Linked DNA regions of Mus musculus: all the other regions are linked to region 1. Evidence: chromatin contacts called from public promoter capture Hi-C data. All regions are on one chromosome and are shown on one strand. The core of a region is the stretch at or near the end of the contact, and the rest is flanking DNA. Distances in the headings are between cores, read along the strand shown.

What was found. Promoter capture Hi-C pulls out the DNA fragments that hold promoters and counts their contacts.
Region 2: a contact with region 1 is called in a promoter capture Hi-C map of liver, with 3 times the contacts expected there. The contact joins the promoter of Cwf19l1 here to the promoter of Pprc1 in region 1. A contact is called at or near these places in 2 of 39 promoter capture datasets (liver and pre-B cells).
Region 3: a contact with region 1 is called in a promoter capture Hi-C map of pre-B cells, with 5 times the contacts expected there. The contact joins the promoter of Atp5md here to the promoter of Pprc1 in region 1. A contact is called at or near these places in 2 of 39 promoter capture datasets (cranial neural crest and pre-B cells) and 1 of 115 datasets of contacts at active chromatin or transcription factors (double positive thymocytes).

Annotation. Positions count from the first base shown.
Region 1 is chr19:46,053,796-46,058,708 of GRCm38.p6, forward strand. It overlaps Pprc1 (peroxisome proliferative activated receptor, gamma, coactivator-related 1), which reads left to right and starts at 2,744. Exons shown (of 14, transcript NM_001081214.1): 1 at 2,744-2,948. The coding sequence starts at 2,796.
Region 2 is chr19:44,133,311-44,138,223 of GRCm38.p6, forward strand. It overlaps Cwf19l1 (CWF19-like 1, cell cycle control (S. pombe)), which reads right to left and starts at 2,566. Exons shown (of 14, transcript NM_001081077.1): 1 at 2,456-2,566. The coding sequence starts at 2,478.
Region 3 is chr19:47,088,162-47,093,074 of GRCm38.p6, forward strand. It overlaps Atp5md (ATP synthase membrane subunit DAPIT), which reads right to left and starts at 2,486. Exons shown (of 4, transcript NM_023211.5): 1 at 2,412-2,486. Pdcd11 (programmed cell death 11) reads left to right here and starts at 2,605. Exons shown (of 36, transcript NM_011053.2): 1 at 2,605-2,706; 2 at 4,621-4,739. The coding sequence starts at 4,638.

The sequences.
Region 1 (4,913 bases), core at 1,494-3,993:
GACATCATTACATACAGAATGAATGATGCCATCTTTTAAATTAATCTGGAGTCGACCTGTCTGGCTCGTTCTCTGTAATTCCAGCATTCAGTAGGCTGAGTCAGGACTGTTACACGTCTAAGGCGAGGCTTAGCAGAGACACTATCTCAAAGAACCTCCCTTCCCCCCAATACAGTGGCTAGTATGTGTTGCTATTCTTTTTATTGTTGAGACAGGGTTCACATAGGCTTGGTTAATTTTAGATTTTCTATATGGTGGAGACTTTTCTTGAACTCTTTTTGTTTGTTTGTTTGTTTGTTTGTTTTTGTTTTTCAAGACAGGGCTTCTCTGTGTAGCCCTGGCTGTCCTGGAACTCACTTTGTAGACCAGGCTGGCCTCAAACTCAGAAATCTGCCTGCCTCTGCCTCCGGAGGGCTGGGATTAAAGGTGTGAGCCACCACTGCCCGGCTGGTCTTGAACTCTTACATTTTTTTTCTTTCTTTCACGTTATTTATTGCTTTTGTGTGCATGATTTGTTTGTGAGTGTGTGTCTGTGAGTGTGAGAGAGAGAGACAGAGAGAGACAGACAGAGAGACAGAGAGAGAGAGAGAGAGAGAACAGTCAATTTGAAGAAGTCAGTTCTTTTCTTTCTTTTTACCTTGTAGGTTGCAGAGAAAGAATTCAGGCCCTTGGGTTCTTCTATGGGTTAAGCTATCTGATGGGCTCATGGTCTTGAATATACTCACAATCCTCTTGCCACCTCCACCCCCATGCAGTGTTCCAGTCATGTGCCACCAGACCTAGCTTGCTATGTATTTTGATATGTGTGTGCTTTTTATTTGTTTGGAGGCCAGAAGTAGATGTTGAATCTCTTTTAGTAGTTCTACCTTACTATTTTTTTTGTAGGTATAAATGTTTTACCTTTATGAAGTGCTTGTGAAGGACTGAAGAGGGTGGCAGATGCCCTGAAACTGGAGCTAGGGATGGTTGGGTGCAGCTAGTGTTCTCAACTGCTGAGCCATCTCTCCAGCCCCCAGTTTTGGACTATTTCAAATAATTTGGGTTCTTTTTTTTTTTTTTTCCAGGGCTGGAGATATGGCTCAGCAGTTAAGAGCTCTGACTGCTCTTCCAGAGGTTTTGAGTTCAACTCCCAGCAACCACATAGTGGCTCACAACCATCTGTAATGGGATCCAATGCCCTCTTCTGGTGTGTCTGAAGACAGTGGCAGTATATTCACATACATAAAATAAATAAATCTTAAAAAAATTTTTTTTGACCTATAGGTTTATTGACTTTGTGTTTATGGGTTTGCAAGGGTGGGTGCACACGTGTGGATGCCCAAAGGCATCTTTAGAGAGTCAGTTTTCAACCCTTGCACCACATCTTTTTTTTTTTTTATAAGATTTATTATTTATTTGTTATATGTAAGTACACTGTAGCTGTCTTCAGACACCTCGGAAGAGGGCATCAGATATTATAGATGGTTGTGAGCCACCATGTGTTTCCTGGGATTTGAACTCAGGACCTTTGGAAGAGCAGTCAGTGTTCTTAACTGCTGAGCCATCTCTCCAGCCCCGCACCACATCTTCTAATGGACTTTGGGAATGTAATTCAGGCTTGGTGGCAAAGTTCCTTTAGCTGCTGAGCTATCTCATTGGCAATCAAATGTATCAAATATATGTGTATGCCATGCATACGTAAATAACCCTCCCCCCACCCCCAAAGAAAATCTGATCTAAAGATCACCTGGAGCTGGAGTTATTGGTGTTCGTGAGCTACCTGACAAGGGATGCTAGATACTCTGAGAGAACAAGTAATCGCAATTACTGAGCATTCTCTCTAACCCCCTCCAATAATCTAAGGTTTCGTAATAATAAGTGTTGCTTTAAAAAACTGAAAATATGACGAATGAATGAACATTAGAAATAGGAATGAAGTGTAAAAATACAGAAAAGGATCGTGGTTGGCTGGGATAATCAGAAAAGCTTTCCTACATTAAATATGACTTGAAGGCTATTTTGAGGTTAGAAGTTCCATGCAGAGAAACAAAGGGAAGGAGAACACTTTTTGTTTGGTTGTTTGGCTTGGTTTGTTTTTCAAGACAGGGTTTCTCTGTGTAGCTCTGGCTGTCCTGGAACTCTCTCTGCAGACCAGGCTGTCCTGGAACTCAGAGATCTGCCGCCTCTGCCTCCCAAGTGCTGGGATTAAAGGAGTGCGCCGCCACTGTTCGGTGAAGAACACTTGAAGGATGGCAAGGAATTCTGGAGTAAAGAAGTTTGATAGAGAGAAACCAACCTAGTTTTCTGAGTAACTGTAGCGAAAGAATGGAAGATGCGGTATTTTTATAGAAACATTTGCACTAGTGCTGCAGTATGAGATTAGCTGAGGGTTAGTGTCTAGACTGGGAGTATCCACTTGGGGGTGCTGCTTGAAAACAGCGGTCGACTTGAAGTAAGGTGGAAGGAAAGTACAGGAGGAAGAACATCAAACAAAGAGGTCTAACATCTGGGCAATTTAACAAAAAATAAAGTGATATTTTCCTTACTACTGCGTACTCAGCAGCTTGGTCAAAAGTGAGCCCTACAATACGCATACAGCACTACCCGCTAATCTTCCTTCATAGACTACAATTCCCAGAAATCCTCGAGGGAGGTCAGGGCCTTTATCTTTTTCCAGGTTGCAAAGTGGTTCGCTGCATGGTCTTCTGGGATTCGTAGTCTTGCAGTGTCCTTCGGGAGATGTAGTTCCTTTCCCACAATCGGCTGGGCGAGGCGGCGCCGGCGATCAGAGCAGCGCTGGGTGTTCAGGGGCCAAGATGGCGGCGCGCCGGGGACGGAGAGACCGAGTCGCGCCGCCTCCGACTGGGGGCCCGGGTCCTGACCCTGGCGGTGGAGTGCGTGGCGGCAGTTGGGCGAGTCGAAGCCAAGCGCCGTATGGGACCGGGGGCTCCGTGAGCGCCGCGGAGCAGGTGAGAGGGTGGCCGGCGGCCCGCGGCTGGCAGCAAAGCGGCGTGTGCCGGGCGGTGACACGTGGACGCCACAGGAAAGGGAGGAAGCACTTGCGTGCCGATGCTGCGGGAGTTGGGTAGGGCTGAAAAGACCGAAGTTGTCTGCGGAGGGTATGGCAGCAGAGCCAGGGACCCTGCGGCGATTCCTGGGCACGCCAGAGGGACAGTGTCGGGCGTCAGAAAGGTGGCCCTAGATGGGGCGTCAGGGACTCGGGATTGGAGTTGAAGGCTAAGACTTCTTCCTAAGGATGCCGGAGGAGCTTCACCAGCTTGGCGCCGTAGTTCCTTTTTCGGAGCACGTGGGGTGTGGGGGGGACGATTTCCCGGGAGAACTTGTCTGCCTCCCCCTCCCCCTAGGCGGCGCGGGCGCCCACGTGGGTAGGGCTCGCCGGCGGGGGCGGGGGGAGCTCGGGGCGCGGGTCCACGTGGGGGCGGGGAAGGGATGTCCACGTGGCTCCTGTCCCAGGCTGTCGGGCATCTAGTATCCGCGCCGGAGTTGCACTGCCGGGAACTGGGTGTGTCTCAGCCGCTCCCGCCATCTCTAAAGCCTGTGCTGGGACCTCTGGTCTGGAGGGAGGTAGGGACTGCTGGAGGCAACTTTGCTCAGAGCCTTAGGAGTTTTTTCTCTCTCGCCTGCGTCTACAACGCCTTCTGTCGGTAGATGGTGGACTTTCCAGATGTTCTCAAAGTCGGCTTCCTAGAAATGTCAGGGTGTGAGGCGAGGATTAGAGGATTTGAGACTAAAGGGCTGTGGAGAAAGGAGTTCGTGGAGGCTTCTGTCTGACCGTCTTGGAGTGAGTTGTGTGTCATAGACATTGGCGGTTTGGTTGCCTGCAGTCCTTCATATGTGTGGTTCAAGGGTCATGGGAGTGTCAACTAACCTGTGACTAGTTTAATTTTTCCCCTCATTTTGTTTCTAGCATCTTTTTTGGGGAGGAGATAGTTAAGGCGTGCTTGGGTGAATTCTCAGCTACAGCTTCGGGAATTGTGTCTGTGTGAGGCTTTTTGGAGTTTTTCATGGAGATAGGAAAAAGTGAGAGGTGGTTTGAGAACTATTGAATATATGTAGTTGAACATTTAATGGGTCAGGAAAAATGTTTTGTGCTGGGCTTCCGAAAATGCTCAAATCAGGTTTGCAGTGAAGTGAGCAGGAATTAGTTGTCTTTTTGACAGCAACCCCATACGAGGTTTGATTGCAGGCTTCCCAGTAATACTAGGTCCAGCAAAACAGCCTAGGGGGGAATGACTTTTGGGGCATGCTCTGGGATCAACCATCCTTTTTCCTCCAACTTTTTACAACATCTGTGGTCAGCACTGTTCATCATCTGGGAGAGACAGTAGGGGTCCAAGATCCAGCAACAGTAGAAGTTACATGGTCTGTCAACTCAGTATTTATCAGGGTGTCATATTTAAGTACTGATGTTGCTAAACCACACAGATGTGATCCTTGCAGTATCCTAAGTTTAACTCAGGAGAGACATAATAAATAGTGGTGGGTAAAGCTGAAGGAAAGTGCAGGTTAGTTTGGAGTATGTAGTCATCAGAAATCTAGTTTGAAGTCTACAAATGGAAGAGTCCTTTTAAATTGAGACTCCTAAGGCCCTGTGAAAAACTTTTCTCAAAGGGAATAGGAAGTGAAGATCAAAGGCATGGCTTATGGGAAGAACTGAGGCCAGCCTAGCAGAAGAAGGGTGGGATGGTAGAGGACAAGCTCAAGAGGCTGGCAGGAAGAGCAAGACATAAGCCATTGTAAGGAGTTTAAATCCCATGCTAAGAGCGGTAAGATACCATTGAATGAGTTTTTTGTTTCTCCCTGTGAAGTCTTGGCTATCATCTTAATCTTAGAGATCCTCCTGTCTCTGCCTCTTGAGTGCCGCGATCAAAAAAAGGCAGTGCTGCCGGGCGTGGTAGCCCACGCCCTTAATC
Region 2 (4,913 bases), core at 1,316-3,815, 1.9 Mb before region 1:
CAAAATTGAGCCAACCTCTTCTGATTCTTAAATTTCGTGGATGGGTTTATCACCAACTTGGTCACTAAGAGTCAGCTAATTCCTTATTTAATCTAAGTCCAGGTGAGTCTCCAACCATGTTTCACACCCATTCTGTTCTCCTCACCTCCACAGCGTGTGCCTTGCTACACGGCTTCAGTCATCGTTCAGCAAACACCAACCGGACAACTACACTATGCAAAGCTCAATGGTCACATACTACCCTAAGAACACATTAGAATTACAGAAGCACTTGGACTCATGTAAAGCCTCAGAGAGTTTACAATAAGGGACGGGTGGCTCCAATCACAAGCATATATGGAAAAGGCTATGTTGTGAGGCAAGCATAGCATGTTACAGGGCAGGGAGGAGAAAATGACAAGCATGAAGGTTGATGAGGGGGACTGTCCCAAGTGGTGAAGTGACTTGCTCTAACATCTAAGTTCTGACTTGTACAATTCTGACTTACATCGTTTGTTTGTTTTCACTTTAGGGGAGGTATTGTATTGGGAGGGCGTATATGTGTCGGTGTTCATGTGAAGGTCAGAGAACCACTAAAGAGAGTTCCCTCTCTCCACCACGTGTGTCATCAGGGACTGTACTCAGGACACCAGGCATGGCAGGAAGTGCCACTACTCACTGGGCCATTTCACCAGCCCTTACTTACTTTTGTAACATCTTTTAACTCAAAATACTATAGACTCTATTGTCGTATATCTCTCTGTTCTTATTGTTCCTATCATTGAACAGTCTCAAGCAGCATAAGGATATGATTGTACATGTTTCATCAATACGTCTAATAACAGAAAAGGACGGTCTGGAGGAACAGTTAAACTACAATCAAAGTGCTAACCAAGGAAATGGCCAATGGAAACAGGGACGAGAAAAGCAGATGAGAAACTTAAAGTCTGAAGACAAGCTAAGTGGGGAAGCGGGATGGGAAATGAGGGAGAGGCAGGAACGGAGGGAAACAAATCTGAACAACTTAGAGGGAATGGCTGAGGCGGAGAAACCTACTTGATGTGGTTTGGAGGCAAGGTAGACTATATGGACCCCATAGTGCTTTCTCTGCTTCAGTTTAATGTTCCTTCCTAAAAACATTACACAGTGCCTCGTTTCCTGTAGAAAGAGTTTTCCTCCGGTTCTGGCCTGTCTTCCCAGTACTTTCTCTAAGTTTTCCTAACTAAACTCTCCCAAACTGCAGATTGATCACTCTGCCTCTGCTAGGCTCTAGGGAATTCTCTTTCCTAAGAGCCCCATTGTGCTCAACCTCAAGGCTTTTCCATCCATCAAGGCTGAGTCTCTGTAGCCTCCTGGTGGGCTGAGAAAGCCACTTTCTCAAAATCTCAGAAATCCATATACCATTTCAGAACAAATTCTGTCCTAACTATCATGCAGTATAATTTATTCTTTGAGAGCCTCTAACATCTTTTTGTTCCCTGTTGATTATCAATTCCTGACAGGTACAATCCATATTCACTCTCTGATCTGGGCCCCTTTTCAGCATTTTCTGATCCCAATGACTGAAGACAGAAATCTATGACCTTACAGTGGAGGTTTCTCACCATCAAAACATCACCAGGCCCTGTGAGTCCACCTGCTTAACAGACTATCCATTCCTGAACTTTCTCTCTGACATTGCTTTACCTAATGCTTGTTGCCTTCTACTTCGGCTCTTATTTGTTTCCCAACTTTCAAGCAGGATCACTTTCCATAACAAAAACTAGGTCACACTAAGGAGTTTTTAAACGTTTCAATGTCTTCTCTGAGTTAAATACAATAATATTTGCCAGAGTTAAATCCTCACTTTCAAAAAAAAAAAAAAATCCTCACTTTCTCATGAAAGCCTTAATTCCTTATACTAAGCCAAATATCGTTATTATATACCCTCCAGAACCATCAACCCTTTCTCTACATTTTCCGCATTCGTTAACACGTGTTATTCTAGTCTAGACTATCAGCTATCAAGGCGGGAACTGGTTTGTGCGACGCTTGTCCGCTGCTCAATACAATAGTCTTTCTAAATTAAGTCATGTCTTCGCTAACCGACCGCGCAAACAAAAGTACGCGAGGACAGGACAATGCTCATCTTGTCTGACAAAACCCATGCGTGCACCCCATGCCTGCAAGTATTTGGCTAATCAATACGTGCGACGCCGGGAGAAACGACAAGGAGATGGTGTGTCCCAGGCAGACTAGGCCTAAGGAAAAAGAAGTCCGGCTCATCAAGTTTTTAGTTCTGCCAGAGAGACTCTGAAGACACCAGGGCGAAATGAACTGGGAGGCGAGAACAGGAAGCCTCCACTCCGGCTCCCAGCAGCCCTGCGACCTCCCCTCCGTCTTCCCCTTCCGGTGTGGAGAAAGACCCCCCCACTCCTCCGCCCGCCTCTCTCCCTTTCTCCTATGTGCCTGAGTCTACCGATGCAAGGTCACTCACAGACGCAGTGGCTTCTGAGCCATCGGGAATGACAACCAGGGCTGGGACGGCCACCAAAGGCTAGAAACACGAACGCGCGCTCAAGGTTGGAACGCCGGGGCGCAGAAATATGACGTCACACCACTCAGCCAATAGAAATCACCTAGCTATGGGGCGTGTAGAGGGGTAAAAATCTCTCCGCGTTTATTTATTTATTTATTTATTTATTTATTTATTTATTTATTTATTTATATTTATTTATTTAAGGAAAGGTAACTGGAGTGAAAAGGATGGAGGAATTAAAATAGAAAAAAAATGTGTCTTATTTTGTTTGTTTTAGAAACATTTGGAATTATTGAACTGTGCGCCTGCGAGTTTGTATGGATCCCATGACTGCTAGCGCTCTTAAGATCTTTCCAACCCTGGCTGGGTTTTTTGTTTTTGTTTTAGTTTGTATTTGGGGGGAGGGGGACATGCTTGTGTGCATGCAGGTTCCTGTGGAAAGAATAGGAATCTTCTTCTATTGCTCCCAATCTTATTGAGTGAGATAGGGTATCATTTTAACCCAGAGTTCGTTGGATTAGACTAGTCTAGGAAGCCATATTGCCCAAAAGATCCCCTAATTCTGCTTCCTGAACGCTGGGATTCCCCGTGGGACCTGAAACTTACCTGTCTAGACTTACATGGGTACTAGGGATGCGAATTCCAGTCTTCATGATTTGTTATATGGGTGACTGAGACATCTCCCTAGCCCCTAAATTTTTTTTAACACATTGAAAGAATAGCTTCTATTCAGTGTATCGGCATGTCGCTACATTTTCTCTCTTGCTCACTTCTCCCCCAGTACCCAAACCCTGTCCTTCTCACTGAGTTATCTGAAAGCGAAGTGCAGACCTCAGTGTGCACCTCTCAAATACATAAAAATACCCTCCCTTAAGTTACCTTAATATTAGCACACTGAAAAAGAATTAAATTAATTCAGTAACAAGACCTAATGTACACAATGTTTAGTTCTCTGTAATTGATTGTATACATGGGGACTATTTTCATTCAGGGATTAAACAAATTTCACATTTTCATCGGGTCCTATCTCTAGTCTCTTTTTGCTTTGCTTTTGGTAAGTCGGTTTTTCTGAAGGGGCCAAGCCAACCAGCAACAGCCTGCTAAGGACCTGGAAAGGACTGTCCTGACAAGGAAAGAAACCCAAGTTACCAGAATCAAGTTGTTAAGAAAGAATCTCAAATCTCTAATTTTCTCACAATTTCTGCAGTGCTTTTGAGGGGGTTATTAAATCCTTTGCCTCATACATATTAATACCCCTGCTTTGTTGGTAACTTAAACCTTTTTCTTACTTTTTGGATGATACACTCCAGGAGTGGCTTTCAAGACTGAATCTTGAAGACAGATTTGCTAATATGAACAGCTATATGATTTCAGAGATGAGAAAACAACAGTAAAATATGAAAATGTGTCTGTGAAATTTGCCTGTATTATTGTTGCAACTTTCCTATAGGATCAAATCAATTCTAAAAATAAAAATGTATCCATAGAGATGGCTTACTACACTGTAAGTGTAGGAATAACAAGATTATATATATATATATATATATATATATATATACACATACACACATATGTGTGTATATATATATGTATATGTGTATATATGTATGTGTGTATATATATGTGTCTGTGTGTATATGTATGTGTGTGTATGTGTGTGTGTATATATATATATGTATATATATATCAGCCTCTTTTTTAAAAGATTTATTTATTTCATGTGTGTACACTGTTGCTGTCTTCAGACTCACCAGAAAAGGGTGTCGGATCCCATTACAGATGGTTGTGAGCTACCATATGGTTGCTGGGAATTCAACTCAGGACCTCTGGAAGAGCAGTCAGTGCTCTAACCGCTGAACCATCTCACCAGCCTAAGATACACATATCTTTAAGTAGGACCCTTGTATACATTTAAGAATTTTAGTTTTGGGGGCTGGAGAGATGTATCCTCCATGGTTAAGAGCACTTTGCTCTTCCAAAGGATCTGGGTTTCATTCCTAGGACCCACATGGTGGTTCAGTAATTCTAGTTCCAGGGATGCCACATCCTCTTCTGACCTCCATAGACACCAGGCACACACACAATGCACACATATACATGCAGACAAAGCATGCACATATATCATATTTAAATGAAAGGCCCGTTACAGACCGGAGAAGTAAGGATAAATGATTACAGTCTATAACAGCCAGAAGAGGCAGAAGGAGAAGAAGCAACCTCTTGGTATCCTACTTAGTCACTGTTCTAATGCTTGGAAGAGACACCATCACTGAGGCAACTCTCATAAAGAAGGCCTTGAACTTGGGGCTACTTTCAGAGGTTCAGTCCATTATCATCATGGCAGGAAGCATGGCAGCCTGTAGGCAGACATGGTGCTGGTGTAGATGAGAACTACTTCCTGATCCATTGGGAATCA
Region 3 (4,913 bases), core at 1,236-3,735, 1.0 Mb after region 1:
CCAGAGTTTCCTGGTAAACAGAGCCCAGGTTTAAATGTACATGCATCTATGTATGCCTGTGTTAAGTCACAAAAGTAGAACGAATCCTGACGATTTGGCTGGGAGTAGGGAGCCATAAGGAGTGGGGTGGAGTGGAATGAAAGCTGCAGTAGTGACATCGTACTTGCTAACACTCAGCAAGTCACAGCAGATTCAAAACCATTCAGTTTTCTAAGTATGATGGCCTATCTACCACAGCTGAGCCACAGATTCCAGGAGCAACTTGAACTAGCTGGTCAAGGTCCAGGCAAGATTGGCAGACTGGTTAGCTTCTAAATGGGAGTAGGAGAAAACATAAGGGTATTGTTGCTATGGAAGCCAGCACACCCTTCTATTAACTATTCAAAGGTTTCAGATGCATTCATGCAACAAAATTTGAGACCTTAATTTTGAATACTTTCATAATGGTTACTGGAACAATGAAGAAAATCTAAATTTCCCTGGGTCTCTTTCACAGATCTTGGCCAATCTAGCCAAAGCAGGAAAATCACTATTAACAACCAAACCCTTCATAGTTCCAGCTCCCCTTCACTACACTCCCAAAGCATTCTTCTCCATTTACTTCATGATACATTCTTTAAAGTTATGAAGTAGGTTCTCATGAGAAACCCTCCGGAAAACTAAGACTCCTTGTCGTTGCCAGCTCATCAACCTTCTCAACTCTTTAAGTGATTGATACCTTTCACCGTTAGGAGGAGATTTGGTCATAATTGGTTAATATTGAGATGCTTAAATTTCATTCTATAGAATACTGCAAGAAGGATGATGTATTCCAAAGACAACTCATTCTGACTGCAGAACAAAGGGAAGGTACGGGAACTGGGGTTTTAAAGGAAGCTTAGATTTCCATCTAAGTGGTGTCGATGGTGATGTCTTTGCCGTCACTGTCATGGAGAGACAGGATTAATTCACTCTGTAGACCTAAGCTGGCCTTGCGTTCTGGGAGTAAATGTGTGTGGCACCACCACATGGCAAGCAAAGGTGATATTAAGGCTTAAAGCACCTTCCAACAAACTGCATATTGTTTTAGGACAATGACCTTTTTTAACAGTTAATATTGTTAACAATGCCCTGTATGGAATTTTTATTTTATTTTATTTATCTCAGTCTGTAGCCCCAGATGCCTGTACTCACTACATAGATTAGGCTGGCCTTGAAATTACAGAGATCTGCCCAACAGTGTTGGGACTAGAGGGACAAGCCATTCACACCTGGCAATAGGAACAAATAAAACTAAAATGTCCTGTCCTTGCAGTCATGTGCAAGCTTAGAGCCATTTGGTAGTGGAAAAAAATCACCAAAGACTAATAATTGTGAGCCTGTGAGTTAGTATTTTTTAAAAAAATGTACTACTGTTGAACAGCAGCCTGCTACAAAGTCTAAGCTGACAGGTTTTGCTTCTGTTTCTAAATAATCCAATAACTACTATTAAATACCACCAGCCTTTCCATGTGAAATGGGCATTTCATTAAAGTCTTGGGGTGAGCAGCTGCCCTTGCTTTGTAACAGGCTCCTGGATACAGCTATTCCCGTCTTATGGGCACCTATCTGGAGTAGTGCCATCACCAGGTATAAGGAAGATGAAAGTCAAAGGACCACAAGCAGCAAACAGCCTCTGTGGAAACCCTTGCACTGATCAAACACGGCAGTGACTCTCAACCTTCCTAATGCTGCGACCTTCCTTCTGTTGTGGTGAAACCTCTCTTCCCCCTCCCCCAATAAAATTATTCCGTTGCTCCTTCACAGCTGTAATTTTGCTACGGCTAGGAGTCTCGTAATGTAAATAAATATTTTTGGAGATAGAGGCTTGTCAAAGCGATCATGATCCACAGGTTCAGAACCGCTGGGATACAAAATCTAATCCGTTTTTAGAGCCCAGGCCTGGAGAACCGCAGGGCCATTCCACGTTTACTCTGGTTTTGACAAAGGCCACGGCGCAGGTAAAGGAGACCTGGTTTCCCGATCGCAGCTCGGAGGAAACAAATCGCTATGGCCATAGAGGCCAAGACACACGAACTCTGCCAGAGATGGGGTCAAAATCCAGAGTCCTCTCTCAACATCCACTGGATGGATGACCTTGGGGAGCTCCCCTCTCGACCGGCCTCACTCCCAATCCACACTGGGAAGTGGGGCATAAGGCTCTCCGCTAACCGTGCGAGCCCTGGGGCGCTCGTCACTCGCGGTGCTGAGGCTTCCTAGATCCGCCATGGGGCCCTGACCCTCATTTTCTCCAGCGCCTTTCCCATTCCCCAGCGTCTCCCCGCAAAAAGAAAACCTCGCGCTGTTCCGGGGCTGGAAAAACGGCCAGACTCTAGTCGGCCCTACAAAGCTCAATCACCGGACCGAGCAGCCAAGAGCGCTTTCTCACCCACCTTCGTCCGAACCCCAAACTCGGCGGCCGATGTCCTTCAACAAACCTAGCGACGAGCTCGGCCCGACCGGAAGACGCCCCCTCCCCGCACGCGACCGACAGGCCGCGACGACTCGGCCCTCGGCGTGGATTGGCTATAAACGCCAAGTCCCGCCCTTCTACTTCCCGTTTCAGCCGGCGTCAGACCCGACGTCAGAACGGAAGTAGCCCTGGTCTTACCTACGCTCGTGGACGAGTCGCGTGGAGCTGTCGGCTCCCTGTTCTGCGCGTGCGATTGCGTTGAGACGCTCCGTGAGGTATGCGGCGGTGGGAGCCTTGGGGCTGATGACACGGGAGCTTCGGCGTGGAGGGAGGAGACTTCATGCCTGTCACCTCGGCTTCCTGGCCTGGGTCTCCGGGTTTCGTGCTAAGCACAGTTGGCTTGGGATGGGAGGTCTTATTCCCTCAATCCCCTCGGAGCTAGCAGTTCATGCAAGCCATGCTGTCCTCTGCAGGTACCTTAAGTGCCTTCTCTACGTGATCGCCAGACTGTTTGGTGCCTCGGTCTCATCGGGTCTATAATGGGAACTATAGAGTCCCAGCGAAGTAGACCTTGTGAGCTATACTGTTTCTACGAAGCATGCACCCATAACAGAACAAACCTTACATTTTTCGTTCGTCGTCCCTTTCACAGTCTCACTCGGCTACTAAAGTTTTCTTCCTAGGTATCCCAGAACCAACCAGGCTGCCCTGCGTCTTCATTTATACCTCGTCTTGGTTCTCATGGTTTCCCTGATGTGCATCGTTTAAATCCTTACACTGGCTTTCACTTCTGTCCAATCTGTAGACTGAGGAATATTCTCCATTATTTTGTCACGTTCCCCATGGCTCTGAAGTACCAAGTAAACGCAAACTATTAATTTTTTAAGTATCTTTCACCAAAGAGCCAAATTATTTTCTAAAATATAAGTTGTTACCATGCTTTATTTTCCCTGTAGCTTAATTGAATAATTCAGCTTTTTAGAAAGCCTTTGAAGAGTTGTTTGACAGGCAACTGGTTGGTGTATTTTGAGAAATAAACTTTTTCTTTCTTTCTTTCTTTCTTTTTTTTTTTTTTTTTTTGAGACATAGTTTCTCTGTATAGCTCTGGCTGTCCTGGAACTCACTTTGTAGACCAGGCTGGCCTCGAACTCAGAAATCCGCCTGCCTCTGCCTCCCAAAGTGCTGGGATTAAAGGCATGTGTCATCACGCCTGGCAAACTTTTTCTTGTTTCTCTGTTGTTGTTGTTGTTGTTGTTGTTTTTAGCATTGTCTACCATCATATTTCTATTTACTATTATTATAGTTATTTTTGAGACAGGGTCTCATTATGGAGTCCTGTCTTGTCTGAAACTCACAGAGATAGGCCTTCCTCTGCCTCCCAAGTGCTGGAGTTAAAGGCATGGACCACCAGACCCGGTTCTTTATTTATTTAATGTACAGCTCAAAAGCATCATTCTTATGAAGTGTTCATCTTTACAGAATCCTGCCACTTCTCTTTTGTTTATGCATTATAATCTGACTTGTATCTTAAATTACTTTTTTCCCCCCTGAGACAGGGTTTCTCTGTATAGCCCTGGCTGTCCTGGAACTCACTCTGTAGACCAGGCTGGCCTTGAACTCAAAATCCGCCTGCCTCTGCCTCCCAAGTGCTGGGATTAAAGGCGTGCGCCACCACTGCCCGGCTTACCTTAATTTACCTACATTTTGTTTTCTAAATAATGTATGTTTGGCGGTATGGAATTATATATATATACACACACCTCACATAATTACAATGATTAACACTAAATGAACATTTGCTACATAGAATGCATTTCCTGGAAGATCGTGCACAGTGTATAGTTTGTGGTTTTGAGGTAGACAATATTGGAAAGATGAAAAAAATGGGAGCCTGACATGCCTTTTTTTTTTTTTTTTTTTTTTTTGGTGTTTCGAGACAGGGTTTCTCTCTAATGCATCCCTAGCTGTCTTGGAACTTACTCTATAGACCAGGCTGGCCTCGAACTCAGACCTTTTGGCCTGTCACCGTAGTGCTGGGATTAAAGGTGTGTACCACCACACAGCAGCATATGGACTATTTAATCATACTCTTGGATCTTGTTCATTGCTAGAAGGTTCTCTTGCCTGCTGATCATGTGCTCTATGAAGCCAGCCATCAGTGCTAGAGCTCACCATTGTCTTCCCATCAGCTGCAGAAGACCCCAACATGGCAAACCTGGAGGAAAGCTTCCCCCGAGGGGGGACACGGAAACTCCACAAATCAGAGAAGTCTTCCCAGCAGGTGGTTGAACAAGACAACTTATTTGATGTAAGTGGTGTGCTGTTTGGCATCTTTGGGAAGACTGAGCCTCATTGGCACCAGTTATTTTCCAGTTTGTTTCTCTTTGACTTCACTTCTAGAAATTGAACTTGTTAAAGAGGCTCTACCACCTCAGGCTTCTTTTGACGCGCACGGCGTTAAGTATTTGACGTTGAAGTGCTA